7 separate regions of the Mus musculus genome follow, and regions 1, 3, 4, 5, 6 and 7 are each linked to region 2. The links are chromatin contacts, called in public HiChIP or PLAC-seq and promoter capture Hi-C maps. All regions are on one chromosome and are shown on one strand. Each heading gives the region's core, a stretch centred on a gene start, on an enhancer-like site or on the middle of the called end of the contact. The rest is flanking DNA. Distances are from core to core; before and after follow the strand shown. Region 1 holds the start of Stxbp3 (syntaxin binding protein 3). Region 2 holds the start of Slc25a24 (solute carrier family 25 (mitochondrial carrier, phosphate carrier), member 24). Region 3 overlaps Vav3 (vav 3 oncogene). Region 4 overlaps Vav3 (vav 3 oncogene). Region 5 overlaps Vav3 (vav 3 oncogene). Region 6 overlaps Vav3 (vav 3 oncogene). Region 7 overlaps Vav3 (vav 3 oncogene).

Region 1 (4,092 bases), core at 1,410-3,909, 280 kb after region 2:
TGGGTACATGCCTCTGTTATCAAATTGTCCCTCTTCAATCTCTGAGTCCTCAAAAGGATTGCAGCTAATCTTAAATAAGATTTTCCTTCAGGTTCAGGCTGTTCAACCTGGTGGGTACCACACACCTGACAACCCATTCCAGCCCAGAGATGCTATATTGGTCCACTATTTCAAAATCGACAACTTGAACATAGATGGAAAGGCCCTTACCTTGTAATTCTCCAGGCGCCTATTGCTGGGTTCCTCTCTGATTCGTCCCTCACACCTCAAGAAGGCACCTGAGGGACCTGTGGAGGAGGACAGACCCCTAGAGGTAAAATGTGACTGAAAAGGGACTATTAAAAAAATCAAACGCCGAGCGTGGTGGCGCACGCCTTTAATCCCAGCACTCGGGAGGCAGAGGCAGGCGGATTTCTGAGTTCGAGGTCAGCCTGGTCTACAAAGTGAGTTCCAGGACAGCCAGGGCTATACAGAGAAACCCTGTCTCGAAAAACAAAACAAAAAAAAAAATCAAACATTTGGACTGGAGAGATGGTTCAGTGGTTAAGAGCACTGACTGCTCTTCCAAAGGTCCTGAGTTCAATTCCCAGCAACCACATGGTGGCTCACAACCATCTGTAATGGGATTTGATGTCCTCTTCTAGTGTGTCTGAAGACAGCTATAGAGTACTCATATAAATGAAATAAGTAAATCTTTAAAAAGAAATCAAACTTTCTAAGGTTTGACCATCTAACATAACTTTAAATGTTGTGATCTTGCTGTTGGAATCTATACCATGATTGTCCTATGGCTAACGGTTTTGCCGTCTTATTTTCAAGCTTTGCAAACAGAATCTAAACGCATCTTGAAGGGGGAAATAAAGGCAATCCTATTATAGGGAACACCCTGATACTGTCTTGTTATGAAAACGATTGCTTTTATCCACCATGGATGGAGGATTCTAGAGATGACCTATTCTAACTGACCAATCCCAAAGTAATAATACAGACTTTAGCATAATCAAATATTCTCTAAAGGGGTCTAATAGTGGAAATCACAGGTGTGCTAAAATAAGAAGCAGAAAGGAAGACTCATCAATCACCTCGATTGAACTTAGCATACCCAAAGGAACCCTGTGTGTAACTAATAGTTTGGGGTATAACCTCTGGCTCCATCTACCACCAGATAGATAGTCAACAAGGAAACTCTGTGTCAGAAAAGATCCCTCTTACCTGTTACTTAAATGTAATCTTGGTTGTCAGCAATTTACCGAAATGTGCTGTTTTAGTATCTCTGATTCTTCTCATACTATTGACAAGTATTGATGGAGAAATAAATAAACAAAATCTTTCAAACAAATGTTGACCGACAACATGGCTAAGATGGCTCTCCCCTTCTTTGGCCTGCTAATGTTTCTACTGGCTACCATAATTGGGCCCTGCATCCACCAAACAAGGCTAGAATCATTGCCACTTGACAACATTATTAAAGACAGTCCCCTATCAAGGATTTGAGAAGGACACAAAGGTCAAGGGGAGAATGAGAAACCTGCCTGACTCCATTTTTAAGGTAGGAGACATTTTGTTGTATTGTTAAACACAAAGTTTCGTTTATTGTAAGAGTTGAGTTTCTGTTTTTAAGTTTCTGTTTCTTGGAACCTGCCCTGCACCACCCTGTGACCATGACTTGTTTTTGAGAACACTTTGACCCTCCCTTATCACTAAGTACTTGGTTTTTGTCCTTTTGAAATTTTCCTATACTTCCCAACTGCCCTGTTGTCTTGCTTCTGTAACACTGTTTTGCAACTACTTGTTATTTTGCTCCTTAAAAGGGACTCTCAGCACTTCTCTCTCTAACCCCTAATTGGCCAGGTCTCTGGTGCTCCTGGATATAATAAAGCTTGCTTCAATTTTAGCTCTAAAATTATGGTAGTGGTCTTACTCCTGCCTTGTGGAATTAACAATTCTAGGAATCGTGCTCTATAACTTAAAATGTAAAATTCTTCATAGGAATAAGAGGGTCTCTCATTTCTTAGACTTTTCTGAAACTCTATCACAGTTCTGGGAACACTGGTGGTTACCTTACAGCTTAAATAATCAATGATCTTCAAAAATTATTAAAATGAAGTTGAGAGGGATAGACTTCCCATATGGCGGTTGAACAGGCTTCTGAACAGTATAGTTTGAATTGCTTTGCTGAATGAAACATTATTTTGTAAAGCATAAAGTCTCCGTATTGGGGATGGCAGGATGTGTCTTGACAACTTAGGTTCCATCCCAAGACCCACACTGTGGAAGATGAGGTCTTCTGACCTTCACCTGCGAGCCTTGGTATGCACACATGCATACATACACACAGATAAATGTAAAATAAAAAAGACCCGGTATGTATAAATTCATAATTGTATAAATTGTGTTAGTTCACATATTTGCTTTCTGATGCCAAATTGGACACTGAGATATGGGTTATAGTAGGCTTCCGCTAGGGGGCGCCAGACAGTGCACAGAAGTCTGACCACACTACGCAGCCGCAGTCCAGGCACAGGCGGGACACGCCCTAGTTGATGCGCGTGACGTCACCTGAGGGCGCGGCCCGCGGAGGGGGCGGAGCCTCCCCACCGCGAGGGGAAGGGCCCGCCCCCGAGCGCAGCTTTCAGGGCCAAAGTAGGTTGCGAGTGGGAGGCGGTGGCTGTAGCTCCACGGCTGGGGGAAGATGGCGCCGCCGGTATCGGAGCGGGGACTGAAGAGCGTCGTGTGGCGGAGTGAGTGCGGAGGGGTCAGGGATGAGGCCGGGAAGGGTCGGCTGTACGGGGGTCTTCTTTCCCGCTGCAGCTCTGCAGCCTCTCTGGGAGCTGCATGGGCACTTGTTGCTTTGGGACCAAGTCCCTGGCTTGACTCCTTCCGGCTTGCCCAGAGTCGGGTTTCGTGCCAGCACCAGGGATGGGCGGGGTGGCCAGACGCGGCCTTCTCCGCGGCTTTGGCCAACTCTCACCCCGGTGAGGTTCTTCCGCAAAGCCCCACCCTTGGGCGACCTGACTCGGGCCGACTTTCCCTCCCAAGTCCCTGTGCTGTCCCGGGACAGCTCTTCCCATTGCACCCCCCTCGCCACACCAGGCACGGACGTCTCTCCATCCGACACAGTCTGAGCTCTGTGTTACTACTCTGTCCCGCCCTCGTCCCCGTGTTTTCAGAAGCCGCTTGGTGTCCCATATTCATGTTAGCACCGAGGGTTTTTACTACCATCCTTTTCAGTGTCTTGTCCTTTAAAAAGTGCAGGCGTAGCTTTTCAAGAGCGCCTTCTGCCACTGTTCCAAGAGAATATGACTTGCTTTAAAAAAAAAAAAAAAGAGTTCTTGAGAAAGCAACAGCGGACTGTTAAAGTTTTATCTAGTATCCGGTCCCTGCATAGTCTGCTCCTTGTGTTACAATTGGTCTTCTTGTTGGTTCGACCAACTTTAATGACTTTTATTAAAATGACACCAAACCTAGGTCTGCCAGGTTAGAAGAGCAATGAAAGCAGCAAACCGGAAGGACCTTCCTTGTTTGGCATCTCTGGGTTCTAAGTAATTATAGTCTAGTAGTAGAAAAGGAATAACGTCTTATTAGTGTTTCTTACTCCGACTTGGGGAACAAGGAACAGAATAGGAATTAGCCAACAGAATTCTGCCTTCAAGAATTCCTTGTATAAAATTAAAATCCAAAACAGTACAGGCATGGTGTTTACCATATAGAAGGTACTAAATAGATAAGTAGACTTTGTGAAATACAAAATTATCCTTTCATATTTATTATTTTCAAATTTATCCTTTCTGGGGGCCTGCAAGGTGGCTGAGTGGGTAAAGGTGCTTGCTGTCAAGCCCAAGGACACGAATTGCATCCCCAGGGACCCACGTGATGTAAGGAAAGCACTGACTTAGGCAGATTGTCTATATTGACTCTCATACGAAAGTGGGTGACAAATTGTGCTGAAGAAATTACTTCTGAGTTATAATGGCACCTTATATCAGGGCTTATGAGAAAAAGATACCGTTATGCTAGTAACGCCAGTATCAATAGCATGAAGATAACAGGCTTTCCCTGTTCTTGTTAACTTAGGGTAACACCAGGCTCACC
Region 2 (4,333 bases), core at 502-3,001:
ATATATTCATTTATTAGTGACAAATATGAGTTGCCATGTTCTAAATATTTATATGCTTATAGGTTTTTACATAATTTATGTGTAATAATTTTTTTAATTACAGAATGTTTTTAATTACAGAAAGTTCCTCCTGACTCTGTGGGGTTTGTTGTTATTGTGGGATTGTTGTTATTATAGGGTTGTTGTTATTGTGGGGCTGGGGACCTTGAGGTCTGCTGTTGCTCTTTGTTTCAGTTCACTCCAGTTTGACTTAGATAAGGAGAGGACAGAGCCCAAGCTGACCTGTAACTAGCAACAATTCTCCAGTCTCAACTCTCAGAGTCCTGGGATTGGAGGCATGCCCCGGATGCGTTGTCTAATTTATTCATATTTTCAAAGAACAAAAATGTATTGGGAAACCTAAAGCACACTTAGAATGATACATAAGTCAAAGACATCATGTCAGTGATTAGAAAACACCTGGAAGTGATTAGAATAATAAAAACAACTAATAACCGAAACATGCCTCTGAGATGCAGCCACAGGGTGGCTGAAGAGATGCTATCACTCAAAAGTAGCTAGGCAGGCCTTTGATTCAAGAAATGGGAGGAAATGAGTCAGCCCGGAGCAAGTAGAAGAGCCACACTCGAACTTGGTTCTTTCAGAAAGTGCATCGAATAGGCAAACCTATGGCCAGAGTGAAGATGGGGGAAGAACTGAGATAAGGAAGAAAGAGGGACCCCTGCAGACACAGAAGTTCTGTAAAGTTATATAGAATAATGCCTTGGGCAAAACTGGCAGCTTCCAAAAAATAAAGTTGTAACTTACCAAGAGGACAAACTAAAGTGAAGACTCCTCTATTAATGGCATTGACAGTGACTGAAAGAGGAGTTTTAAATATAGGTACAGAACAGTTGTGGCCCACTCAGTAACTCAAGCACCTTCCTCTTAAGATAGAAAAGCCAGCGTCCTCTTGTAAGACAGCGGGCTGGACAAGTTCCAGATCTAGTGTCCCCACCCTGCCAAGGAGCCTGGATGTCAGGGCCACAATTCATATGACTCAGAGAAAGTCCAATTGCTTTGCAACAGGTCAACCCTTCAGATCAATGCGTGCACCCAGGGGACTAACTTTGAACGTCATAAAAACGGAATGTGGCCTTTCTACCTCACCCAGCAGTTGGGAGCAAGGCCGGTTTTAACTCCTTTTTGAAACAATAAACTCTAGCTGTAACAAAGTTACTTAAAGTTGGGACTCACTAAAGTCTGACAGCAGGTCATGAAAAGTTTGCAAAGGACGGGACAAGTGAGCCAAGAACCAGAGATGCTCTCAGAACAAAAAGTGTTGACAGTTTTAAGTGTGCAACATTAATTTATCTGGGAATACACCCGCCGCCTTCCAGATCCAACTCCTTGGAGCTCTTTCAGCGGGTTGGCGGGCATAGTTCCTCCTCCTTGCCTGGCCTCAGGCCACCGCCCTCCCAGGACCTGGCTGTGTGGCGCCTGCGGCCACCCCAACACCCTACAGCGACCCACCTCCTCCGCGTCCTGGCCCAGCGGGATGCCCAGGCTTTGCAGCCCCTGCTGCAGCTCTCCGATGTCCACCACGCCGTCCCCATTGCGGTCCAGCGCCCGGAAGAGCGTTTCGTAGCGTGTGGGCGGCTCCGCGTCGTGGCAGGCGGCGGTGGGCAGCACAAAGGCCCGCAGCCAGCGCAGCATGGTCCCGGGGAAGTCACCGTGAGCTGGTGGGGCGCGATCCGAGTGCGGAGGCCTGTGGGGTGGGGCGGCGGCCGCGGGTTGTCTGGATCGTCGTCGGGGGGGGGGGGGGGGGGGGGGGGGAGGGGGGCGAGGCTTCTGGCTCGCAGGAACTGAGCTCCGCACAGGGTGTGGTCGCCCAGCTGCTGCTCTGGGCGGAGCTGGCCCAGGCCTGCGCTGGCGACTAGGAGGGGATGGGCCAGCTTCCTGACTCCAGAACCAGGTAGGATAGGGTGCTGGGGGGGAGGGGGGGATGAAGGGGGGAATGCAAGGAGGGTTTCTGCTCTGCCCAAAGGCACAAACTTCGCCAACAGATTTATTAAAGCTTGGGTTTGGGGGTAGTTTGATGAGCAGGTTGCTCAACCTCAAAGCCCCGTTGGGCTGGAAGACTTGGAGAAGTGCAGAGTTCATCAGAAAGACAGCAGTAGGTGGGTATCTGGGACAGAGAGTCAAAAGTGAAAATGGCTATCAGACCAAAGGGAGAGGAAAGGGGCCTGCTAGAGGCCTTTTTCTGAGAGGAGCATCAGCCACCCAAGAGGGCATAGAGAAAGGAGAGAAGATGGAACACAGTGGGTACCTTCCCACAGCACACAAAGAAACCCCAGCTTCTTTCCTTCGAGACAGGTGTGGTCCTGAGGTTTGCCATTTATAGTTCAGGTGAGACACAGTTTCTGGGATAACGGGAGAAACGCTGGGACTACAGAGACTTCGATACCTGCTCCTTCGGCTGTGTAATTCCAAAGACCTAACGTAGCTTCCCTGGATAGCCTCCCGTCAGTAAAATGAGAATATGAACAGCTGCTTTGCCATCAAGTGAAATGTCCTTCTCTGGAATAGTCTCAATTCAATCACTGCTGCTTAGCAGAATCTGTGGTTATGTCCTGTTGTGTCCGGGTATTTAAAACGAACACTAAAACCACTTGTTTCTTCCAAAGTGGAGGACTTGAATTTCCCTCCTTCCTTACCACTCTGTACATTAAAATATACTGTGTATAAATAGAGTCTGCAGATAAAGGCTGCCAGTAACCAGTTTCTGGGCCTCTATTGCTTCCAAGCCATAGTCTTGGAAATTAGCCCCTTCCTCTGGAAAGGCTCTCAGACGCCACCAGTCTTTGTTGGCTCTCCTGGAAAATGGCTTCTAAGGCCATCTCTGGAGATGGCTGATGTTGAGGACGCTTGCCAACCCAGAAATAAAGGTTCCTCAGTGGAACAACCTGTGCTGTGTTCGAACTAGGAGCTGCCTCTCAGCTCTGAAAGCAATCGCATGCTAGGAAGTTCTGAAAAGAGCAGAGCTATATAGTGACAGAAACATATCGGGAGTTATGTGCTGCAAGAGTCAGAAGGGTTTTTTTTCGGGGGGTGATATTAAAGGGCAGAAGGCAGCGTATGAGGTGAGTGGTTTTATTCCACCCTGTGCTCCCCAGTGTTGCGGTCACACCCCCCCAGCAGTGGCCTACAAGCAATGAGGTCATGTAACCATGGGCTGGAACCTCTGAAACCAGCCCAGGTGAACCTTTCCCTGTTTATAAACATTATCTCCAGTATTTGCTGTGACGGTGAAGGATGGCCAACACAGAGATAACAACCGTAGAAAATTGTCTGCATGGGAGAAGAAAATGCTCACGGACCCCAATCATCTCCATGAAAGGGCTTCCCTTCCTGTGTCCATTCGTCAGGCCCACAACCAAGGGCTCCCACAAAGGCCACACAGAAAACCTGGGTTCATACTTAGTTTTACTTGATTTATTGTGGTCAGGAAGGACAAGTCTAGGGTTCAGCCTAATTCAGCACTCCTGCATTAAAAGACTTGCTGCCTTCGCATGCCCTTCATTTCCATGGGAACCACAGATATTTTACCCCCATCAGTTTTGGTCCTTGAAGACATCAGCACCTACTCTGGATCACTTGGAGTAGTGAGGGATCTGCTTGAATAACCACTCCGGAGTCTCATGGTTTGAGCAGATAAACATGTTTACCCTTTTTATTAACAGCTACTAATCAATTGCTCTGTGCTATTGCAGACAAACCATCAGCCTCTGCACAAGGACCAGTTCGGTTCCAAATTCCCCACGGTTGATGCTCTCTCAAATCTGAGTGATCATGAAGGAGGCCATGTATTGAACAGCTCCCGTAAAAAGCTGTGATCATCACCGGAAAGGTGATTTCACCGTGCAGTGAGACATGAACCTGGATGTCCTAGCAGTACAGTGAGGAAACTAATCATTTTATGTTTTGGCTCATTCATATCACATTAAGCTAATTGGAAATTCTGTAAGTCATTTAAGAGTCAAAATTCCAGATGAAAAGGGAATTCTGTCTCTTGCCCAGACTATCAACCCATCCCATCCCCAAAATAAATGTAAACAATTCTCAGTTGTAAAAACATGACACTTAAGTATGGAAATCACCATCATTACTAATTCGTGTGAATACTTCACATTTTAAAAGCAACTGTAATTGTTTTAAATAATAGAATTTCAATTGCCTTTAAAACCTTGCCTCAGCATTTTGAAATTTAAAAAGCTCTGTTAAGACTTCCGTGTTTCTGGGGAGATTGGGCTGTGTCAGGAGGGCCTGGGAGGAGAGGGGCCCTCCCTCTGGA
Region 3 (4,289 bases), core at 137-2,636, 320 kb before region 2:
AGGGTAGCAAGGAAAAACCTATATCCAGAATCACCTACCACAGTTCTGATAAAATCATCTGTGTACACACACACACACACACACACACACACACACACACACACACTCACATAGATGCACACATGCATGCATGCACACAGGCACTCACACGTCCATGGGCACTACTCTAGACTGTAATACATCAATTCTATCCTAACAGTTTCTGACTTCACCATGAACTGACAAGTCCTTTCTTTGCTCCTCACACACTGTCTTGATTTGTCAGGGTGGCTCATGCTGAAAGGGCATTCTAACTAGCACTGAGGTGAGCTAGACAAGGCTCTGTAATCAACAATGGATCCCTACAAAGATGCAGGTGCTTTGGGTGGAAAACAAGTGACTCAACAGCCTCCCCTCATCAAGACTCCACACATCTGCAGAGGCTGCCCAGCACTGTTGCCTGAAGTTGTCGGGTACACGCTTCATCCTGGAACACGCCTCCTGTATTGATCCCCAGCAGGCAAGGACATCTGTACATTTCTATCCCCGCCATCACCGCTACACTCCTGTAGATGCAAATATGTCTTTAAGAGATGAGTGGATATAGAAAACATGCACGTGGGCATCACAGCCAAAGGACTCAAAGCTTAGAGCTCTGCATGGTTGCTGCTGGCAAGAGACCAGCTACTGAGAGCCATTTGCCTGGAGTTCACCAATTATCCTTGTGAATTGGTCACCCATCATATGCAATAACGTATTAGACTCACCAAATGTCCTGTGTAACTTGGATAAGCTGCAGCTTAGCTGTAAATCAGTGTGATGGGGTCAAAGATCTCTCAGCACAGCTGAGATGGAATACGGTCAGTGCAGCAGGAGGGAGGCTCACAGTAAGAATGTGAAGGCTTGCTACAGCCTTGCAAATACTGACAAATATTCCTTCACCCACTCTGATCATAGAAAAAGCAAGTCACTTGAAAAGAAATAAGACCAATATTTCTAAGTACACTACAGGGACCCAAGCTCCTGCCGAATACTAAATAAGAAAGTAAAAATAAAAACATCAGTCTACAGAAAAGTTTAAAATGGGAACTTTTACTTAAAATCTGCTAAAGGAAAATATCTATTGGGTTGCTGAATATATTTACAGTAAGTGAATGCAAATGCCCTTGGTGTCCCCCATCAATTTTAAGCTGCTGTCAGGTGCACCTGTTCCTGCCCCACTGTTTCCCCTTCCCTAAGCCCTGCTCCTCTCCAGTCATCTAGGAGTGACCCTTCCCTCTTCTGACTCCATTTCTCTGATCACAATCGATTCCTAATCACCCAGAAGCTCTCTAGCCATGCATGACTCGTGTCTTCGCTCTCAAAGCTCTGCACTGTTTTTCTACCACAGTTCCTCATCTTCATACCGGTTCTTCCTGCTGCTGGTGTGACCACAGCTTCCCACAGCCTCCTCTCACTGACACAGTGCTTGACTCCAGCATGGAGATCACGAATTACAGCTCACACCTGCTAAAAGCGCTCATCAAACCCCACGGTGCACACCCAAAAGGCCCTGAGTCTTACCCATTTGCTCAATTTCTGCTGGACCTCAAGACCTAGCTCATTTAGCTATATCTTATGCTTGATCGGCAAGGATAATCTGTGATACTACAACATTTTAAGGGGATGGATCCCTTTTCTGTTCCTTTCTGTAGGACATTCCCTCTAATCAGAGGTAGCCTTTCACTTTTGCTTGGAAATAAGGCAGTACATGATTAACATCTCTGAGATCAGATATACAGTGTCTCAGCTTCTTGTTCCAATGCCCCCTAGCTATGAGTTTTATATTTCTGACCATCATACTCCTCAGTCATAAAGTGGGGATAATGCTAACATAATAAGGCTGTTGTGGGGAAAGAAAATGACTACAAAGGACATAAAATAAGGTTATTCCTTTTGGTCAGTACCAGCATCCTTCCTGCCCTTTATAGACTCAGTAAAAGGGTACCACTCAAGGACTATTCCTTCATCATATGGGAGATGGGGCAGCAGATCCCCTACCCCTGTGTTCCTACTCAGAGAACCTTTTCTGTTGCTTAGCGTAGCACTGAGCATGCTATACCATATTCATTTGTTTCAATACTTATATCCTGTGTGATGCAATGCATTTCTTGAAAAGAAACCAAAAAGCAGCTCTGTCCTAAAGGCCTCTTCAAGAGAGCATACACTACACAAGAACAACCAAGAGCCACAGTGAAACTCAAGTCATCAAAGAACAAGAAATACAATGTCCAGCTATTGGTTTTTTGATGAGTACACGTAAGTTAGGAATCACAAGTTATGTGTATGCATGTATTTATAAACATGTAGTTCAGTATACTGCTGTTACACGAGACATATACCAACAAACAGATTTCTGAGTACACAGTATCTTAGTTAGGGCTTCTATTGCTGAGACAAAACACCATGAACAAAATGCAAGTTGGGAAAAAAGGTCCATTTGGCTTACATTTCCACATTGCTGTTCTTCACCAAAGGAAGTCAGGACAGGAACTCAAACAGGGCAGGAACCTGAAGGCAAGAGCTGATGCAGAGGCCATGGAGGGGTGCTGTTTCCTGCCTTGCTTCCCCTGGCTTCCTCAGCCTGCTTTCTTATGGAACTCAGGACCACCTGCTCAGGGAAGGCACCTCCCACAATGAGCAGAGACTGTCCCCATTAATCATCAATTTTTTTAAAAAACTGCCTTGCAGCTAGATTTCATGGAGGCATTTCCTTAACTAAGACTCCATTCTCTCTGATGACTCTTAACTTGTGTCAAGTTGACACACAAAACCATGGATATTTGAAATTCAATAGAATATTTTTTAAAAATCTATCCAAAAGATTTGCTATTTATTCAATGGAAGAACTTAAAAGTAAAAGTCACACTTAAACCCTCAAACCACATTTCCAGTTCTGCAAAGGACATTCTCAGTGGGTGGGCTAACAGGAGGTACAGTATCAAAGAGACATCCTACATTTGTTCCTTCCCTCTTTGGAATACCTTTCTCTCTCCCAAGTATGGGCACAGGAGATGTCTTTATGCCTTCTGGGAGCTTAAAGTTCTAAGACTGCCACAACCCCTGAAGGTGAAGCAGCCCCAGGTGAAACAGAAAAGTTGAAGCATGGGCACTCTGGAAGAGAATTACATAACCAACAAGCCACCAAAGCAAAGCAGTCCATGCAGAATGCCAATATGCCCTTGCCAAGAAGTGGCTGCTTGCCCATCCGAAGATAGTTTAGGATTGGAAAAAAAAACACACACACAAAAAACAAAAAACAAAACAAAACAAAAAAACTGAGGTCAATTTGGAGAACTAGCTTTGCTCCAGGGGACTCCAGGGGACTCCAGGGGACTACTGAATCAGAATCAGAATCTAATTGAAATTTCCTGGGGGATTTATTGAATAGGTAAATTGGAAGTGCAGTAATAAGAGCAATACTCTTTTCCTTCTCTTCTCTCAGGTCTTAGCATTTATTTCAGAGCCTTTCCTTCCCCTCTGCCTGGCAGGCTTCCTTCAGTTGTTCAGCCTTTCCTTTGGTTTACTCCCTCAGTCGTATTCACCTCTGCAACTTTGTGATGATCTTGTTTGTTTATCTCTCATTTGTTTTGATTCCTCAGCTCAGCAACTTAAGAGCCAAAGACCTTGACTACCTGTCACTGCAGAACAATGGATAGTAACATTTTCAGAGTAGGAGGAGAGAAGAAAGCCAAATGGACCCCCTATTCAAAAAGAACACTTGTCAAGACACCTGCTGTTGTTATAGCTGCATCTGTGAGTGATCCTAAACCTTCTAATCAGCCTCTAAGTAACCATCCCTCACTGCAGGGATGGCTTGGCCTGGCTTGTATGAGAGCTGTTGCTGGAGTCTTTGTGTGAGCTCAGTGCTTTCTGGGGCAACACAGTTCTCTCTTCTACTCATGTCTGTCATGAACAATGGCCCTAGCTGTCTCCCCGTATGAGGCTCCACGGTGAGCAAGGGCATTTCTTTCTCTTCACAATTTTACAGACATGTGATTCATTACTGTCACAGATGTGATCTCAGCAGCATGGGCACATAACATTTTGTTGTTTTGTTTTGTTTTGTTTTGTTTTGCTTTGTTCTGCTTATCTTAGGTCAAGAACTTTCACCTTTCAGTCAATCAGGGCACTTTCATGATTTCTCTATAGAGTAGCAGATTGCCTTGTAAGACTTTTATAGCTGGGGACAAACTCTCCCTTTGTAGTTTTCCTTGCAATGGCCTCATCTACCCAGGATCAACCAATCCGAAAATAGTTAATGGAAAATT
Region 4 (4,185 bases), core at 1,362-3,861, 380 kb before region 2:
TGGTGTGTGTGTGTGTGTGTGTGTGTGTGTGTGTATGTGTGTGTGTGTGTACATATATATAGGTGCTGGTGTGTGTGTGTGTGTGTGTGTGTGTGTGTGTGTGTGTACACATCTACATAGGTGCTGGGGTCCCAGGAACTGAACTTGCTGGCTGCTGTAATGCGCTTTGCTGAGAAATGAACCTAGGTCCTCTGCAAAGGCATCAAGCGTTCTCCATGCCCGAGCATTCTCACCAGCCCCAAGACTCTTCCTAACACACACTACATGCAGAGTGAGGGCCACTCACATTGACAGCAACAACAAGACTATTTTGGTTGCCAATAGGCATAAGATTGATCCCATGCATATTTTATGCAAGACAAATTTTACAATAGGGATTAATGACTGTTAATGTTATTTGAATATATATATCAATTTTTTAAATTAAAAAATTCTTTAAGCTTTTATTAGAGATAAACTTTTTACTGTTTACTAATCCTCAAGACAGTTATATTTTCTACTACAATTTTATTACAATCACCAGGACTCCACTCATTAATAAACCTTCTACTCCTTTCTGCATTTAATTAAGGAACATACATCATCTGAGAAGTGGGAAGAGAGGCTCAAGCCCTTTGGATGGAAGATAACTCACACTGCATGGAGTCTGAGCCCGCTCACCAAGGACATCTCTACATTACAGATAGTTTGAAAAGAGACTGTTAGCTTTGCTATTCCTTTTATCTCTCCACTGGCTAAAAGTTCTAATAAACTGTTAATATTTATCTAAGAGTTGACACAAAGCAATTCATTAGCCACTTCTTAGTGCTGGGAATTATGTTGCTTGATTTAAAATGAGAGAGCAGTATATCTTAGGCTAAAAAAATTAAATAAGGGGGGAATAAATAAATAAATTCCATGTTAGAGGAAAGATAGATTGGTCTCTCTGTCTGTCTGTCTGTCTGTCTGTCTGTAGTTGTGTTTTTTATGCTTCTGTGTGTATCTATGCATATGTGTGTGTGTGTGTGTGTATATATATATATATATGTGTGTGTGTGTGTATATATATATACATATACAAATATATATGCATGTATATGTGCATTTGTGGTGCATTTGTGTCTCTGTGTGCATTTGTGTGTATCTACATGTATATGTTGTATATGTGAATTTGCATTGTGTATTTGCATTGTGCTTATGTTATGTGTGTTTGTGTCTCTATTTATGTATATGTGTGCATTTGTGTCTATCTGTGTCTGTGTTTGTATGTGTGGATATATATGTGCATTTGAGTGTGTTTATATATGTGTCTCATATTGGTCTGGAGCACTGCCATGCAAAAAATCTAACTGCTATATTTCATATGCATTTAAAACTTTTATTTTTCATGTATAAGTATTTGTTTACATGTATATATATAATAAATACAAACTACATATATATTAGGTCCCTAGAAGCCATAGATCACCTGCACTTAGAGGTAAAGATAGTTGTAAGCTGGCATGTGAGTACTGGAAAATGAACTTCTACAAGAGTAGCCAGCACTCTGAACTCCCGGACATCTCTCCAGTCTATTATTATTATTATCATTATTAACATACAAAGCTCAAATTACTTTCATGAACTGTGCTATGTTCAAATTTCTGTCTGGCCTATTTTAATAAACAAACGAAATACATATTTCTACTTTTAGAAATCAATACCTACATATGTTTAAATGTAAAAATTACCTTTCCTTGTAGTTAATAAAAACTTGATACAAGTTCTGGTCATCTTTATTTACAATGGAATCATGAATCTCTTGCATTAAGCTCCGATGAACTTTTACAAGGTCCTTAGAAAAGAAAACATTGTGAAAGAAAAGCAGGGACAAAATGGAACAGAGACTGTTTTGTTGGACTGGACAACGAATAACTGGCCCAACCTGAGACTCATGCCATGGGTACGCACCAAACCCTGACACTATTAATGATATTCCATTATGCTTTCAGACAGGAGCCTAGCATAACTGACTGAGAGGCTCCACCAGCAGTCTACTGAAACAGATGGCAAACAGTGAACAGAGCTTGGGAGTCTTATAAAAGAGTTGCAGGAAGGATTGAAAGAACCAAAGGGGATATGAAATCCACAGAAACACCAACAGAGTCAACTACCTGGATGCTTGGGCCTCTCTCTCTTAGAAACTGAACCACCAATCAAAAAGCATACACAGGCTGGACTTAGGCTTCCTGCAGATATGTATGTAGCAGATGTGCAACTTGGTCTTCATGTGGGTCTCCCAACAACTGAAGCAGGTGCTGTCTCTAAAGCTGTTGCCTATCCTGTTCCTCTAACTGGGCTGGAAGAGGATGCACCTAACCCTACAGAGACTTGATGTACCAAGGTGAGGGGATACCCGGGGAGGAGGGAGTGGTCCTCCACCCTCTCAGAAGAGAAGGGGAGAGATGCATGGTGGGAGGGACAGTGTGATGGGGGAAGTAGGATGGGAGGGCAGTGAATGGGTTGTAAAGTGAATAAATAAATTAATGGAGGAAAAGAACAGTGGGAAGCAAAAGCACACCCCACAAGCATAGCTCCCACTGTGGTCAGACTTGTCACTCCGAGAGGAGAAGGATGGGGGTGGGGAGAAAGGAGAGGAGAAGAGAAAGCAAGAGAGGAGGAAGCAAAAGAAGAGGAAGCAGCAGAGGCAGGAGAAAGATATGGACATGGGAAATAGCAATTTCAGATAGGACTAGAAGTATCTGTGCCCAGTGAAAACAGAAATTATCCTACTTACTACTGTAGGTTAATTTATTCTGTGAATAAAAAAAAAACCCACAGCCGTTTAATCTTATAATCACTGCAAATTTTATAAATAAAACTAATCACACACTTACTGTTTTATTGATGGACTAAAGTAATGAGTTGTGTCCTTGGGACACAGAGATGCAGATCTGTACTTGGGTCAATTAACGGCATCCTGGTGCTAAGCTAACAGCAATCAGACCAAATTACTTAAAACCAGACAACCAATGACACAAATATGTACCGCATCAATTGTGCTAGAAGGTTTATGGTAGCAACTCCAAAAGTCTGAATTTCATTTTTTATTCTGGCAAGCAAGTCATTTTCAGCAGCCAGGGAGTGTGTGTCACAGAGGGGGATGAGGATATTTTAATCGAGGTACTAATTCTCTATTATCTCTTCTTATGTACCTTGGAGCACACAGAAACGTGACAGAAAGCTTGTTCATTGTAGGCTGAAATTTGAAGATGAATATGTCATCTCTAGTATTTTACTGGATTAAAGCCATAAGAAGTAGGGGTTATCAAATAAGGTGAATTTATCAGCATACTACGGGATTTCAGGGTTCCTACTTCCTAAAATGTGCAGGTTTGGGTTTTTAGTGTTGTCTCCAGTTGCTATTGTGAATATTTTCTTTCAGTTATAAAACAATAAGAATGAAGAGGAGGCAGACAGGGAAGTAAAAGAAGGAGGAGGAGAAAGAGGAGGAAGAAGAAGAAGAGGAAAAGGAAGAAGAGGAAGAGGAGAGGAAATTGTGAATCCAAAATGTAAGTTAAGGTTGGCACAACCAGAGGCCATTGATCTAACTGCCAATGGGCAGAGGCCATGACAGAGGAATTGAGAGAGGTAAATGACATTCCAGGGGCTGAGCCAGACAGGCAGTGACATCACAATTACTTAATTGAGAGCAGTTATAGTATAACCAGGCATAGCTAATACACGAATCTTAGGTATTCATTTCTGCACATGTATTCCTTTTTTCTAAAGACTTATTTGTTCGTTTGTTTGTTTGTTTATTTATTTTATGTATGTAAGTAAATTGTTGCTGTCTTCAGACACACCAGAAGAGGGCATCGGATCCCCATTACAGATGGTTGTGAGCCACCATGTGGTTGCTGGGAATTGAATCCAGGACCTCTGGAAGAGCAGTCAGTGCTCTTAACTGCTAAGTCATCTCTCCAGCCCTTCACATGTATTCTTAATGACCTTGAGTTAAAGATATGAGCAAGGATATGATAACTTAGGAAGCAAAAATAAATAAATAAAAATCATAGAAAACCCAAAGACAGTGGTAAAGTAAGCATCAGGAGCGCATTAAAAACGTGAAGACTTTCTAGAAACACACTTGACCTGCCACACCTTTACTTACAGGAATGTTAATAAATACTGAATCAAATTCCGCCGCCGTCAGAAATCTTTTCA
Region 5 (4,105 bases), core at 948-3,447, 300 kb before region 2:
AGGGTTATCCTCAGCTATGCAGTGAGCTCAGGGTTAGCCTGAGCTACCTGAGACCATCTCAAAACAAAACAACAAAAACTTAATCTCCAATATGTGAGTACTATATTGATAAGTGAGTAATTATTGCTTCTTTGTTTTCATGTGTTTCCAAAGCACTGACTGTCAATATTGCATCTTGTTTTGGTTTTTAGTATTTATAAACTTGGAAAATCTCCTCTTGCTTTTTCTGCATCCAGATTCGTCATGGACTTAACTTGAGTTTTACCCTTTACAGGAAGCATTTGGAGGCTTAAATATTTCAGGAGGGGTTAAAACCACAAGGGAAGCATCGTAAAGGCTTTGAAAGGCAAACAGCAGCCAATCAGGGGATGCAGCGACTGCTGTCACTTTAAAGATTCATGAGACCTTTACTACACAGCATCACTCTGCATGTTGCTCCTCCACACAGAATCACTTATTTACAGATTAAAAGCCTTGCATTCTGCCAAGACAGGCAATAATTACTCTCTGGGGGATTATGCAATTGCTCTCTTGCAGTATTTTTTAACATAATTAAGTGAGGAGAGACTCATAGCTCACCAAGGAACAAAGCACAGTTGCAAATACCACCCTCTGAAGATGTCTCACCAAACCCACATTTTCCCCATGTGTAGGAAAAACTTGCAGCAGGTCTCTACCAAAACGCTTTGATCATGAAGTCAGAAAGGCAAGAAGCATCATTCAAAGTCGAAACAGTTGAAAACAGTCACGAAGCCTGAAAATCAGGCTTTGAATTTACTGGAGCCAATATTAACCTTCCTTAACCTTCGCAAGTTCAATTCTATTCCGATCCACAAGTGTTTGCTGGATCCCAACAAAGTCACTCGTGTGCTCTTGCTTTTCCAGCAATTCACTAGCCTGATTACTCTGTTTAATACCTGGTTTTAGCCAACTGTTTTTGAATGCCTGCAATATCATAGATACTGGAAAAGCTAAAAGGCTCTGCTTTAAGCGTTTCTAGTAATACTCCTGGGAGATCTTCATAGTGCTTCAAAATTTGGCTGAAAGCACTAGGCTCTGCATGCACTCTGGACTCCCAAGTGTTCTGCTGTGGGCAAAAACAGGAGCAGAGTGGAGGGACAGAGGAAGGGGGCTGTGGCATCATTATGGAGGTCCCAAACACAGCTGAGCCCACCAGACACCCTGCTCCTTCACGTATTCACTCCTTTGATTCTATTCAGTTTCCAGTTTAAGAAATCCAGCACAAAGGCTGAAAGAATAATATACCTACACCGTGTACTTCCACCTATTCCACACTCACAACAGCTCTGTGTGTGCTTTCGTGTGCATGGCCGTTACCGCAAAAAACATTCTGTCTGTGCTGTGAAAAGGAGGGTGCAGACAGGGGTATTCCCTCCTAAATCACTCAGCATGTGTCTCTTAGAGGTTAGAATGTTCCCCTGTGTACCAATAACATCAGGACACATAAAAAAACCACTTCTCATATTATTTTCAGACTTGATTTTAAAGAGAATTAGCAATTAATGCCTATTAGCTATTCAAATTTCTACCATTCCAACCTCAATCTCTTTTTATAACGTTTTCACCCAAGCTAAGATCTACTCCAGTGGTTTCCAAAGCAATTTATTTTTAATTTTTTTCAAAAACAATTTTATTAGATATTTTATTCATTTACATTTCAAATGCTATCCCAAAAGTTCCCTATACCCTCGCCATTCCATGCTCGCCAGCCCACCCACTCCCACTTCCTGGCCCTGGCATTCCCCTGTACTGGGGCATATAATCTTCGCAAGGCCAAGGGCCTCTCCTCTCATTGATGTTCCACAAGGCCATTCTCTGCTACATATGCAGCTAGAGATATGAGCTCTGGGGTTACTGGTTAGTTCATATTGTTGTTCCTCCTATAGGGTTGCAGACCCCTTCAACTACTTGAGTAATTTCTTTACCTCCTCCATTGGGGGCCCTGTGTTCCATCCAATAGGTGACTGTGAGCATCCACTTCTGTATTTGCCAAGCAGGGGCATAGCCTCAAAAGAGATAGCTACATCAAGGTGCTGTCAGCAAAATCTTGCTGGCATATGCAGTAGTGTTTGGGTTTGGTGGCTGTTTATGGGATGGATCCCTGGGTAGGGCAGTCTCTTGATGGTCCTTCATTCCGTCTCAGCTCCACACATTGTCTATGTAACTCCTTCCATGGGTATTTTGTGCCCAGTCATAGGAGGAACAAATTATCCACACTTTGGACTTCCTTCTTCTTGAGTTTCATGTGTTTTGTGAATTGTATCTTGGGTATTCTAACTTTCTGAGCTAATATCCACTTATCAGTGAGTGCATATCAAGTGACTTCTTTTGTGATTGGGTTACCTCACTCAGGATGATATCCTCAGATCCATCCATTTGCCTAAGAATATCATAAATTCATTGTTTTTAATAGCTGCTTAGTACTCCATTCTGTAAATGTACTACATTTTCTGTATCCATTCTTCTGTTGAAGGACAGCTGGGTTCTTTCCAGCTTATGGCTATTATAAATAAGGCTATTATGAACATAGTGGAGCTTGTGTTCTTATTACAAGTTGGAATATCTTCTGGGTATATGCCCAGGAGAGGTATTGCAGGATCCTCCAGTAGTACTATGTTAAATTTTCTGAGGAACCACCAGACTGATTTCCAGAGTGGTTGTACCAGCTTGCAATCCCAACAGCAATGGAGGAGTGTTCCTCTTTCACCACATCCTCAACAGCATCTGCTGTCACCTGAATTTTTGATCTTAGCAATTCTGACTGGTGTGAGGTGGAATCTCAGGGTTGTTTTGATTTGCATTTCCCTGATGATTAAGGATGTTGAACATTTTTCAGGTGCTTCTCAGACATTTGGTATTCCTCAGTTGAAAATTCTTAGCCGGGCGGTGGTGGTGCATGCCTTTAATGCCAGCACTTGGGAGGCAGAGGCAGGCAGATTTATGAGTTCGAGGCCAGCCTGGTCTACAAAGTGAGTTCCAGGACACCCAGGGCTATACAGAGAAACACTGTCTCAGAAAGAAAGAAAGAAAGAAAGGAAGGAAGGAAGGAAGGAAGGAAGGAAGGAAGGAAGGAAGGAAGGAAGGAAGGAAGGAAAAAAAGAAAAAAAGAAAAGAAAAAGAAAATTCTTTGTTTAGCTCTGTACCTCATTTTTAATAGGGTTATTTGATTTTCTGGAGTCCAGATTCTTGAGTTATTTGTGTATATTGGATATTAGTCCCCTATCTGATTTAGGATTGGTGAAGATCCTTTCCCAATCTGTTGGTGGCCTTTTTGTCTTATTGACAGTGTCTTTTGCCTTACAAAAGCTTTGCAATTTTATGAGGTCCCATTTGTTAATTCTCAATCTTACAGCACAAGCCAATGCTGTTCTGTTCAGGAATTTTCCCCTGTGCCCATATCTTTGAGGCTTTTCTCCACTTTCTCCTCTATAAGTTTCAGTGTCTCTGGTTTTATGTGGAGTTCCTTGATCCACTTAGACTTGGGCTTTGTACAAGGAGATAAGAGTGGATAAATTTGAATTCTTCTACAGGATAACTGCCAGTTGTGCCAGCACCATTTGTTGAAAATGCTGGCTTTTTCCCTCTGGATGGATTTAGCTCCTTTGTCAAAGATCAAGTGACCATAGGTGTGTGGGTTCATTTCTGGGTCTTCAATTCTATTCCATTGATCTAACTGTTGGTCGCTGTACCAGTACCATGCAGTGTTTTTTTTAATCACAATTGCTCTGTAGTACAGCTTTAGGTCAGGCATGGTGACTCCAACAGAGGTTCTTTTATCCTTGAGAAGAGTTTTTGCTATCCTAGGTTTTTTGTTATTCCAGATGAATTTGCAAATTTCTCTTTCTTACTCAGTGAAAAATTGAGCTGAAATTTTGATGGGGATTGCATTGAATCTGTAGATTGCTTTTGGCAAGATAGCCATTTTTACAATGTTGATCCTGCCAATCCATGAGCATGGGAGATCTTTCCATCTTCTGAGATCTTCTTAGATTTCTTTCTTCAGAGACTTGAAGTTCTTATCATACAGATCTTTCACTTCCTTAGTTAGAGTCATGCCAAGGTATTTTATATTATTTGTGACTAT
Region 6 (4,342 bases), core at 693-3,192, 280 kb before region 2:
CATGAACTCACAGACTTGTGGTTGTTTGCACATGACCTGCACAAGATCAAGCCAGTCAACGTTCCCGCATTGGGGGAGGGGTGCCCATGTCCCATCCCTAGCTGAGAAGCTATAGAAAGCTGATAGCAATTAGGGAAGGGAGAGTTAGTTTTCTTTAGGAGTGTGTTCCCTCATAGGCAGATCATGCTCCTTTTGGAGGTACCCACACCTATTTGTATATGGACAGCACAAAATGAACTCAGTGCAAAAAATAACAATACATGATGTTAGGAGTGGAAAATATAGAGAGAAGAAATTGGGGAGGAGCAGGGATTCAATTTTAAAATGTGTTTTAAATACTTGAAAAGTACTTCATATCAAAACATATCAACAGGTCTACATTTCAGCCTAAAGAAGGAAGGTGTGCTGGCTCTCTGTCAACACTCTCTAAGTCTCCAAGGAAGAGATAATGTGGATGCAACAAGTTCTCTTAAGGAACCTACTATACACAAATGAACTAAGTCCACAGGTATGAGTTCAAGGATATGATGGAGATGATAAAAGTATGCTCATGACTTTAAGTGAAGAGCACGCAGACTGAAATTGCTGTTCTCCCTGAAGGAGGGTTTTTAAAAGCTTCCTAGATTACCTGTTTGCCTGAGATACTGTTTTCTACATATGAATCCTGATGGCATCTTATTTTACCCAGCACATAAAAGCTTATTACAGAGTACCAAAAGTATAGTCATATACATACACTAATACAAAGAGCCTAAGGCAAGCTGGGACAGCAGACAGTATCAGCCATCCAATCAACTCACTCACTAAGCATCATTTTCCAGAGCCTCCCCAGTTCTGTGCAAAGTAACGAATAGTATGGCCCACTGTGTTCAACGACCTTACATCATACTGCAGGAGAGAGATGGGAAATTATCCCAATACATTTTGATAAATGCCATTACAGTGTGTTCTCATGGTTACCAAGGCACAGTAACACACATTCCTGGAAAGGTGCAAGAAGCAGGCAACCACAATTAACCCCTGGAGAGAGCGAGTTCAATCGTAGGCCTTTCTAAGGCAATATGAGGTACTGAGGTTGAATAAGGTTCTTAGTAGTGTTTCTTCATTATCCCCTTCGGATCTTATGAAATAGCCATTGCGTCCATGTGCTAGGTAAGCTATAAATAGTAGGAAAGGTGACGTAACTTGCCTAAAGCCAAGCTAATAACTGGTAAAAATATGACCAGAAGACAGATCAAAAGTCTAACTTGGCTGCTTTGGGTTTTCCCAGAGCAGATGTGCAATTAACACAGTCTGGCTTTTGTCTGCATCATGACTGGTGTGATCTCAGTTTTCTGAAACTTGACCTTGTCAAGACTCTCCTTGGGTCTTTTGAGTATATTTTCCCTCTAAACAAGCAATAGTACAGACTACTTGCAGAATACTTCTTATGATCAGCCAGCACCTAACTAAAATCGCTTCTGCTTCCTGCACATTTCTAGAAACTCAAATCAATGCTGGAATCATTGCAAAGTACAATTGATAAAGATATTTTAATAATTTGAAACAATTAGACATGAATAAAGATCCCTTGGTGACAAGTTATGACATTTAGGTGATCCACTGGAAACTAACACGCTATGTGGAGTGAAAACCTAATATAGTGTATTTATAAGTACACTATACAACAGCACATACCTACCACTGCATACATATGTAATGCCGGCTGTCCGTTCTTCTGAAATGTCAGCAGCAATGGTTGAAAGCTATCAATGTCCTACCTACAAATTCTTTAACGTTTAACAGATAGAGAGGAGAGAATTTTTTTCTTCTGAATTAAAAATGAAATGCTATACCTTATAAAGCCTACACTGTGAGTGGAACACACTGTACTGGTCCCACCAGTGGACTGGAGTCAAGATAAGTCCCTAACCCATGAGAAGAGGCTGATGCAGATAATCTCCTTGCCTCTAAACCACAAGCAGAAAAATGCTAAAATAAGCAGTGTGGTTGATACTGTATTTCCCTTCATTTCCTGCAAATGGCCTTCTGAAATAGCTATCTTCATCATGACATGTCATGACATCATGGCCTGCAACAGGTACGGCTCCAGCATCAAGTTACAACCTCCTAATAATGACTTTGCAGTCTCTGATACCTGACCCAGACTCACATCTAACATAGAACTCCTCCTGGCAATGCTGTTGTGCAATTAAGCTCCCAGGAAAACAGAGCCCACAAGTTCTTCCCTCACTTACATTGTTAATAAATGCATATCTTTGCCCATTGTTTTATGTAAATAAGGCTTTCAAACAACACATCAGCCTTATGCCAGAAACTCACAGTCAACAACTGTGTCACCCTCTTACAAACTTAAATCAAACATTAACAAGATGTGATGTCCTGTGAATAAAGAATATTAGGCTATAAATGTTTAAGAGGCCAAACAACCCTAGGAAAATGTGAATAGAAAAGCTGGCAACTAGACCAGAGAAAAATCATTAGAACAGGCTGGGCACCTGCTGTGTCCCAGACTCTGTAGATAACAATTTCATCGGAAACAAGCAATTCTCCACACATACCCCATGACCTACTAGTTATGATCTTTGATCTACGATTCTGAAAATATGCACCATAACAGCAGAGAGCACCATAACATGTCATGGGGACAGTGTAAGGCTATTTGGTATTTCCAAAGGCACCGCAAGAATATTCAACATCTGTCAGATAGCACAGTCTGCCAGCAGGAATCACCACGCAGTTCCAGTAGAAGGTCACTGAATTCCTTTGGGGGACATATTTTTCTGAATTTGGACATTAGAAACAGCTATGATATTCAAGTAATTACAGAACACTTGGTGTAGAAAAGCAAATAAGGGTAACACTGTTCTAAGATGCACATGCAGTTGTGCATTACTGGTTAAACAGAATAGGTAAGGCAGAGACATAAATGTTCTAAGAACTACTAAAGCTTGAATATCACTAGGGGACATGAGGCCAGACCAGGGGTCAAGTAAAAATTTGATCTGCTCTTCTGTGATGCTCTCAGTATGTCTAAAGGGTAATTGGTAACTGAATGTACAGTAGCATTTTATCCCTGTAATACAGAGAGATATAATTGTTACCATATTTTTTTTCATTCTTACATCAAGTTTGCTCATCTTTTATCCTGTGTCATTTGTCTAAATATGGTAACTGCTTTTGTAAGCAATTATGTGATGTTTATTTCATATCTGGGATGAACAACCTTTCCACTTTCTATAACACTCCTTTTCCATCCTCTATTGCCACATAGAGAAGCACTGCTAGTAATACAACATAACAGATTTCTAGTTGAAATTTCTCTATAATTTAAAACTGTAAGCAGACTGTGATTATTATTTTTCTCTGGCATTCAGTGCATTTTAGAATACTCTAAGGTCTTACATGTTTAAACCTTCAAGAAAACATTTGTCCCCAAAGCCATGAGTTGTTAAACAAAACTTTCAGTGTCAGGTATGAAATATCTCCCACTATGACCTGTTGGTCAAGGATGTCCCATAGGCCCCCACACCCAAACAATACCAATTATTGCCATTGTTCTTAGTTTCCCATCAGAACTGTAATGGTAAGACCCTACGGCTGATGTCTCCACACTCTTTGGTTGCAAGACCTAGACGACTGAGCTAGGAGAGTCCTTCTACTGACAAGCTTTCATGGAGCAACAAGGATGTGCAGGATGCTCAGAAAGAAACATTATTAGGTGCCTTAACAGCTTCGAATCCTGCAGGCAACAATGCCAACCTGTTAGACAAAACAGGCTCACTGGTTCAACAGGGGGATGAATGCCATGGGAAGGGGTGGCACCAAATACTTTCTGATTTGCAGGAATGGCTCTCAATGGCTGACATAGCTGGGTTGTTAAGCTTGGCTTTGGTCAGAGTAAAAAGGCAAAGATAAAATTCTCATTATTTCTCATTATTCTTATATCTTATATTCTTAGATCTAATCTTATTCTCATTAATCCTCATTTGCCAGTGTAAAGCAGCTGTAGCTGTCCTGGCAGAGCTTGAGGTGGGCCAGGACATATCTCCAATTAGGTGATATGCAGAAAGGGGACAAACATCAAAGTCAAGACATGGGAACATGTTATTGGGAGAAAAAGAGGAGCATGAAAGTTTCTGGGGAAAAATAATACGTCTGAGCAGTTGGAAGGGCAGCTTTGATTTTTTTTTTTTCAGTCAAAGTAACAGCACCTCAAAAGAGGACTGGGGAGGAGGAAATGCCTGCAGGTGTCACGAGTTTAACCAAAGTGGACCAAACGATTTTGAAGTCAGAACTGTTAGGGAATATCTGCCAGGATTGTGTTACTCCCCACAAACTC
Region 7 (3,783 bases), core at 22-2,521, 360 kb before region 2:
TCAAGATTTTTCTGCCACAATGTTTAAATACAAGATTGTCTCAATGCATCATGGCCACCAACTTTCTGGGCTCCAACTGCCTTTTTAAAATGTATAATTGTTTGGGACCAACAGAAGGATTAAATATCTGCATTGGAGCACCTTATATAACAGGCATTGATAAAGTTTTAATAAAAAGGCACAATGGCACACACACTCACACCCCACTCACAAACATTCACACACACTCAAACATACTCTCACACACACATACACACACTCACACACACACACACACAAACACACACACACACACACACACACACACACACACACACTCCTGTAAGCATGCTACCCAGGAAACTCTGGGAGAGGCGTTGTCACAAGCTCAAGGCCACCCCCTATATATAATAAGACCTTATCTCTGTTTTGAAAATGAAGAACATTTAAAAATAGTTCAATTTAGTTATTTTGACTCTTTGGTTACCCTCTAATTTTTACCTTAATTATCATTATTATTCCTCAGGGAATAATAATGATGTCATGAAGACAAACACAATTTTTTTTTAAGTTCTTAGTTTTCTTTTTAACATCTCAGATGCTAAAATATCTGTTTCCTCTTTTGCTCCATGATACATCATTAATAATCTTCTGGAACTTTATTTCAGAGCAACTCACTGGAAAGTCTCCTTCAACGAAAATGAAACAGGTGGAGTAGATCCCCTTGTGCTCATTAGAGCTTGGTGAATCTCTAAGCCACAGCAGGTCTTGGAACAGTGTCATTTTTTTCACAGCCTAATGAAAACTCTGGAGAGAACACAATGATATGGAACACCTCTATGGAGGGGGAAGTCATAAGTCAGTTTATGCTTTAAGACTCAATTCTTATTTTTGGTTTATGTGCATATCTATGTGTGGATATGCCGTGTATACATGGGTGTGCACTGAGGTAAGCAGAGACATCACATCTATCTCCTCTATTGTTGTTACAGACTGTTGTGAACTACTCAGTGTGGGTTAAGGGACTGAAACTCAGACCTTCAGGAAAAGCAGCAAGCACGCTTAACTGCTGATTCGTCTCCCCAGCATTTACCCTAGGTCCTGCCTTCTAAAAAAAATGTCCAAGAAGGACTTTGGCCTTCCTGCTGCTTGCAGAGGAGGAAACAAACATAAATAAGGAAGAACATGCTCAGAGATGACAAGGCTGAGGGCTCCATCTCCCTGGCTTCCCTCCTGATTCCCAGCCCAGGGCTGCCTGCTGCTCCAATAAACAGGATATTCAAACATTGCACATAGTGACACACTAGCAACAGCAACTCTCTAGTAAGGGACACTGCTATGCAATCTCACTTTTGTTCCTGTTCCTTGATGTCTTGTTTGGTTGTTGCTGTACTTTTGAGACAGAATCCTATCATGCCTAGCTTGACATTTATATTATTTATATGAACATGTTGTTGGTAATTGCATATTAAATTTGTATTCAGCAAAATATTTTAATGAGAAATGCAAAAATATGTTTGTATTGTTATAAGCAAGTAAATAGTTTTCAACCTTTCTTTTTGTTGTCATTTAAATGAAATTTGATCAGAAGCCAAGAACTAAGAGGCTACAGAAAGGCAGAGAGCCATGCAGAGAGGTGATGGAGAGGCAGAGGTACAGAGGCCCTAACTCAGGAACAACCTCTCCATTTCCTAGAGCATGGCACCTTAAAAAGGTGCCTTCATTCCATTACAGAAGTTCTGAATTTCTTTCCAAGTCACCTTATTTCATATTCTATATGTCCAGTCCATGTGTCGGAAAACCAAAGAAAGAAAGAAAGAAAGAAAGAAAGAAAGAAAGAAAGAAAGAAAGAAAGAAAGAGAGAGAGAAAGAGAAGAAAAGAAAGAAAAATGAAAAAGACAAGAGAAAAATAAACATCTGGTTCTGAAATAGAGAAAGAAATAAAACTGAAGTATCAGAGAGAAAAAAAAGTCTTCCAACATTCCTCAGTTAATTTTTCTATACTCAAGCTTCTTAGAATGGTAACTGAACTAAATGTAAAACGAAGTCACAACAAACACTGGGGTGGCTGCCTGGCATGCGTAAAGAACGTGTAAACTGATGTAGGAACTTACTTTTCACTAGTAGACTTATTATCTTCAGCCTATAAGGGCAAAATTACACTTCAGAATATTTGGTAGAATTGTTCTTACTCTTAAAGTATCAATTCTTTAACTGTGAATAAAACACAGAAAGTGAAGCTAACCTCCCTAATGGGTCTTGTCCTGTCCTGTCCTGTCTTGTCTTGTCTTGTCTTGTCTTGTCTTGTCTTGTCTTGTCTTGTCTTGTCTTGTCTTGTCTTGTTTTGATTGAGACAGGGTTGCACTGCATAGACCGGGCTGTCCTGAAATTTGCTATGTAGATGAGGCTGGCCTCAAACTCACAGAGTTCTTTCAGTCTCTGCCCCCTTCCCTCCTGCCCCTCTGCCCTCTACCCTTGCCCCTGACTCTGTCTCAGTGATGAAATTAATGACATGAGCCACCATAACCAGGAATGAGGATTCAACAACCCTGATATAATCACAAATGTAATGATGGGCAGTGGATTTGAACTTGTAGTGCTCATCACCCCAAAAGGAACTGTTTTAAACCCACAGAAATCAACTCTTCGCATCTAGGTGTCAATATGATCGTTTCAAACCAAAGTACCTCGCTAAGAAAGATGATTTCCATATGAATGTTAATATTTTCTTTTGGTCCTTTCGCAAATGTTTTGTTTCAAGTATGTAGACATTTGGGAAAGAGAAGCTAATGTTCTACTGGGCTTCAGGACTTATAGAATGATGCTGATAAGGGATTTCGCCAGCCTCTATAGAGGAATGAGCCAAGAGGGAGAGAAGCCATTATACCTGACCTTGAATTTCATGCATTTAAAGAGCACCCCCTCAAGGTGTACCACAGGCACAACAACCTAGCTCTTCAGCGCTTCATATATTCCACCTCCCACAGTCCAACTGAGCTCTGACATCACTAGTAGAGCAAATGTTTTCAGCAACTTAGCTTGGCTTTGTGAGACTCTGGCCGTCCTGGAACTTATTCTATAGACCAGGCTGACCTTGGACTGGCAGAGATCAGCCTGCCTCTGCCTCCCAAGTGATGGAATTTAAGGTGTGCACTACTATGTCCAACTTAGCTATTTCTTTTGAGATGGTTCTTGGGGAACAATAGAGGATGCTTGCTCATTTTTCTTCTCCTTTTTTATTAACTGAAACATTGTACTCAGTTATGAGAGGAAACAGCAAGTCAGCAAATGCCATTTCCCCTCTAAATTTCAAGTAGCTCGCTCCTTGAAAGCTACTAATACAAACCAAGAATTGGAAGTTAATAATTTACAGAAAGACAACATTCACATTATCATAACAAATTTGGCTATTGTCACACTCCTGACGAATAATGACTAATTCAGACCCCAGATGTTTTCTTAAGAAGATGTTTCCAATATGCATATTTAATAGTGTCTTGAAATAGAGGTATTTCACAATATCCTGGAAGGCTCGGTTGACACACAACTTCTTAAAACTTGCAATACTAAAATTTTCTAACTGTAACAGAAATATGGAACATTGCTAAGTGGCATTACTCCTTTGAACTGCCTGTGTTCATGGACAACTGTTGAAGACAGGCATTACCAAGATGAATGATGGTGATGTGCGAAGCCCCAGATGAAAGTGCATTGTTGAAAAAAATGCTCGTTAAATAATACAGTCCAAAGCAGATGCACACATCCTGTTTTAAATTGCTTTTAAAACTCAATGTACAGTTTATA

Evidence for each region. Promoter capture Hi-C pulls out the DNA fragments that hold promoters and counts their contacts. HiChIP or PLAC-seq counts read pairs in DNA pulled down with a chosen protein or histone mark.
Region 1: a promoter capture Hi-C map of the SN4741 cell line shows a contact between it and region 2, with 2.4 times the contacts expected there. The contact joins the promoter of Stxbp3 here to the promoter of Slc25a24 in region 2. A contact is called at or near these places in 9 of 39 promoter capture datasets (the 3T3-L1 cell line, 3T3-L1-derived adipocytes, the SN4741 cell line and 5 more).
Region 3: a contact with region 2 is called in an H3K4me3 HiChIP or PLAC-seq map of bone marrow-derived macrophages, with 5 times the contacts expected there. The contact joins the enhancer-like site here to the promoter of Slc25a24 in region 2. A contact is called at or near these places in 9 of 39 promoter capture datasets (the C10 cell line, the HPC-7 cell line, cranial neural crest and 5 more), 1 of 484 Hi-C or Micro-C datasets (bone marrow-derived macrophages), 1 of 115 datasets of contacts at active chromatin or transcription factors (bone marrow-derived macrophages) and 2 of 9 other capture datasets (adipose tissue and embryonic stem cells).
Region 4: an H3K4me3 HiChIP or PLAC-seq map of bone marrow-derived macrophages shows a contact between it and region 2, with 3 times the contacts expected there. The contact joins the enhancer-like site here to the promoter of Slc25a24 in region 2. A contact is called at or near these places in 13 of 39 promoter capture datasets (the 3T3-L1 cell line, the HPC-7 cell line, HPC-7-derived erythroid cells and 8 more), 2 of 15 datasets of contacts at CTCF or cohesin (large pre-B cells and stem cell-derived epiblast-like cells), 6 of 484 Hi-C or Micro-C datasets (bone marrow-derived macrophages and embryonic stem cells), 8 of 115 datasets of contacts at active chromatin or transcription factors (the NIH/3T3 cell line, bone marrow-derived macrophages, effector CD8 T cells and 3 more) and 3 of 9 other capture datasets (adipose tissue, embryonic stem cells and liver).
Region 5: a contact with region 2 is called in an H3K4me3 HiChIP or PLAC-seq map of bone marrow-derived macrophages, with 5 times the contacts expected there. The contact joins the enhancer-like site here to the promoter of Slc25a24 in region 2. A contact is called at or near these places in 5 of 39 promoter capture datasets (the 3T3-L1 cell line, the HPC-7 cell line, embryonic stem cells and 1 more), 1 of 484 Hi-C or Micro-C datasets (bone marrow-derived macrophages), 2 of 115 datasets of contacts at active chromatin or transcription factors (bone marrow-derived dendritic cells and bone marrow-derived macrophages) and 3 of 9 other capture datasets (adipose tissue, embryonic stem cells and liver).
Region 6: a contact with region 2 is called in an H3K4me3 HiChIP or PLAC-seq map of bone marrow-derived macrophages, with 4 times the contacts expected there. The contact joins the enhancer-like site here to the promoter of Slc25a24 in region 2. A contact is called at or near these places in 5 of 39 promoter capture datasets (the C10 cell line, the HPC-7 cell line, embryonic stem cells and 2 more), 1 of 15 datasets of contacts at CTCF or cohesin (the NIH/3T3 cell line), 1 of 484 Hi-C or Micro-C datasets (bone marrow-derived macrophages) and 1 of 115 datasets of contacts at active chromatin or transcription factors (bone marrow-derived macrophages).
Region 7: an H3K4me3 HiChIP or PLAC-seq map of bone marrow-derived macrophages shows a contact between it and region 2, with 4 times the contacts expected there. The contact joins the enhancer-like site here to the promoter of Slc25a24 in region 2. A contact is called at or near these places in 18 of 39 promoter capture datasets (the 3T3-L1 cell line, 3T3-L1-derived adipocytes, the C10 cell line and 13 more), 2 of 15 datasets of contacts at CTCF or cohesin (large pre-B cells and stem cell-derived epiblast-like cells), 12 of 484 Hi-C or Micro-C datasets (LSK cells, bone marrow-derived macrophages, embryonic stem cells and 3 more), 14 of 115 datasets of contacts at active chromatin or transcription factors (the HPC-7 cell line, the NIH/3T3 cell line, bone marrow-derived dendritic cells and 7 more) and 3 of 9 other capture datasets (adipose tissue, embryonic stem cells and liver).

The regions. Positions count from the first base shown.
Region 1 is chr3:108,839,069-108,843,160 of GRCm38.p6, reverse strand. It overlaps Stxbp3 (syntaxin binding protein 3), which reads left to right and starts at 2,659. Exons shown (of 19, transcript NM_011504.1): 1 at 2,659-2,741. The coding sequence starts at 2,693.
Region 2 is chr3:109,120,567-109,124,899 of GRCm38.p6, reverse strand. Slc25a24 (solute carrier family 25 (mitochondrial carrier, phosphate carrier), member 24) reads right to left here and starts at 1,751. Exons shown (of 10, transcript NM_172685.3): 1 at 1,513-1,751. The coding sequence starts at 1,695. It overlaps Gm19391 (a long non-coding RNA gene), which reads left to right and starts at 1,826. Exons shown (of 2, transcript XR_867568.1): 1 at 1,826-1,954; 2 at 3,753-4,333.
Region 3 is chr3:109,436,573-109,440,861 of GRCm38.p6, reverse strand. The region is part of intron 2 of Vav3 (vav 3 oncogene); the gene reads right to left. Among named protein-coding and RNA genes, the nearest start is that of Vav3, 98 kb to the right of the region's middle. Within about 2 kb of position 1,386, at least 18 of the 459 cell types and tissues checked have an H3K27ac peak or open chromatin away from gene starts, as enhancers often do. A contact at or near this core is called in the HPC-7 cell line, bone marrow-derived macrophages, hematopoietic stem and progenitor cells and 1 more, where this site is marked.
Region 4 is chr3:109,506,412-109,510,596 of GRCm38.p6, reverse strand. Vav3 (vav 3 oncogene) reads right to left here. Exons shown (of 27, transcript NM_020505.2): 7 at 4,133-4,185; 8 at 1,710-1,813. Among named protein-coding and RNA genes, the nearest start is that of Vav3, 170 kb to the right of the region's middle. Within about 2 kb of position 2,611, at least 1 of the 459 cell types and tissues checked has an H3K27ac peak or open chromatin away from gene starts, as enhancers often do. A contact at or near this core is called in bone marrow-derived macrophages, where this site is marked.
Region 5 is chr3:109,417,608-109,421,712 of GRCm38.p6, reverse strand. All of the region lies in intron 1 of Vav3 (vav 3 oncogene), which reads right to left. Among named protein-coding and RNA genes, the nearest start is that of Vav3, 79 kb to the right of the region's middle. Within about 2 kb of position 2,197, at least 5 of the 459 cell types and tissues checked have an H3K27ac peak or open chromatin away from gene starts, as enhancers often do. A contact at or near this core is called in adipose tissue and bone marrow-derived macrophages, where this site is marked.
Region 6 is chr3:109,398,466-109,402,807 of GRCm38.p6, reverse strand. The region is part of intron 1 of Vav3 (vav 3 oncogene); the gene reads right to left. Among named protein-coding and RNA genes, the nearest start is that of Vav3, 60 kb to the right of the region's middle. Within about 2 kb of position 1,942, at least 12 of the 459 cell types and tissues checked have an H3K27ac peak or open chromatin away from gene starts, as enhancers often do. A contact at or near this core is called in the HPC-7 cell line and bone marrow-derived macrophages, where this site is marked.
Region 7 is chr3:109,478,224-109,482,006 of GRCm38.p6, reverse strand. The region is part of intron 2 of Vav3 (vav 3 oncogene); the gene reads right to left. Among named protein-coding and RNA genes, the nearest start is that of Vav3, 140 kb to the right of the region's middle. Within about 2 kb of position 1,271, at least 10 of the 459 cell types and tissues checked have an H3K27ac peak or open chromatin away from gene starts, as enhancers often do. A contact at or near this core is called in bone marrow-derived macrophages, where this site is marked.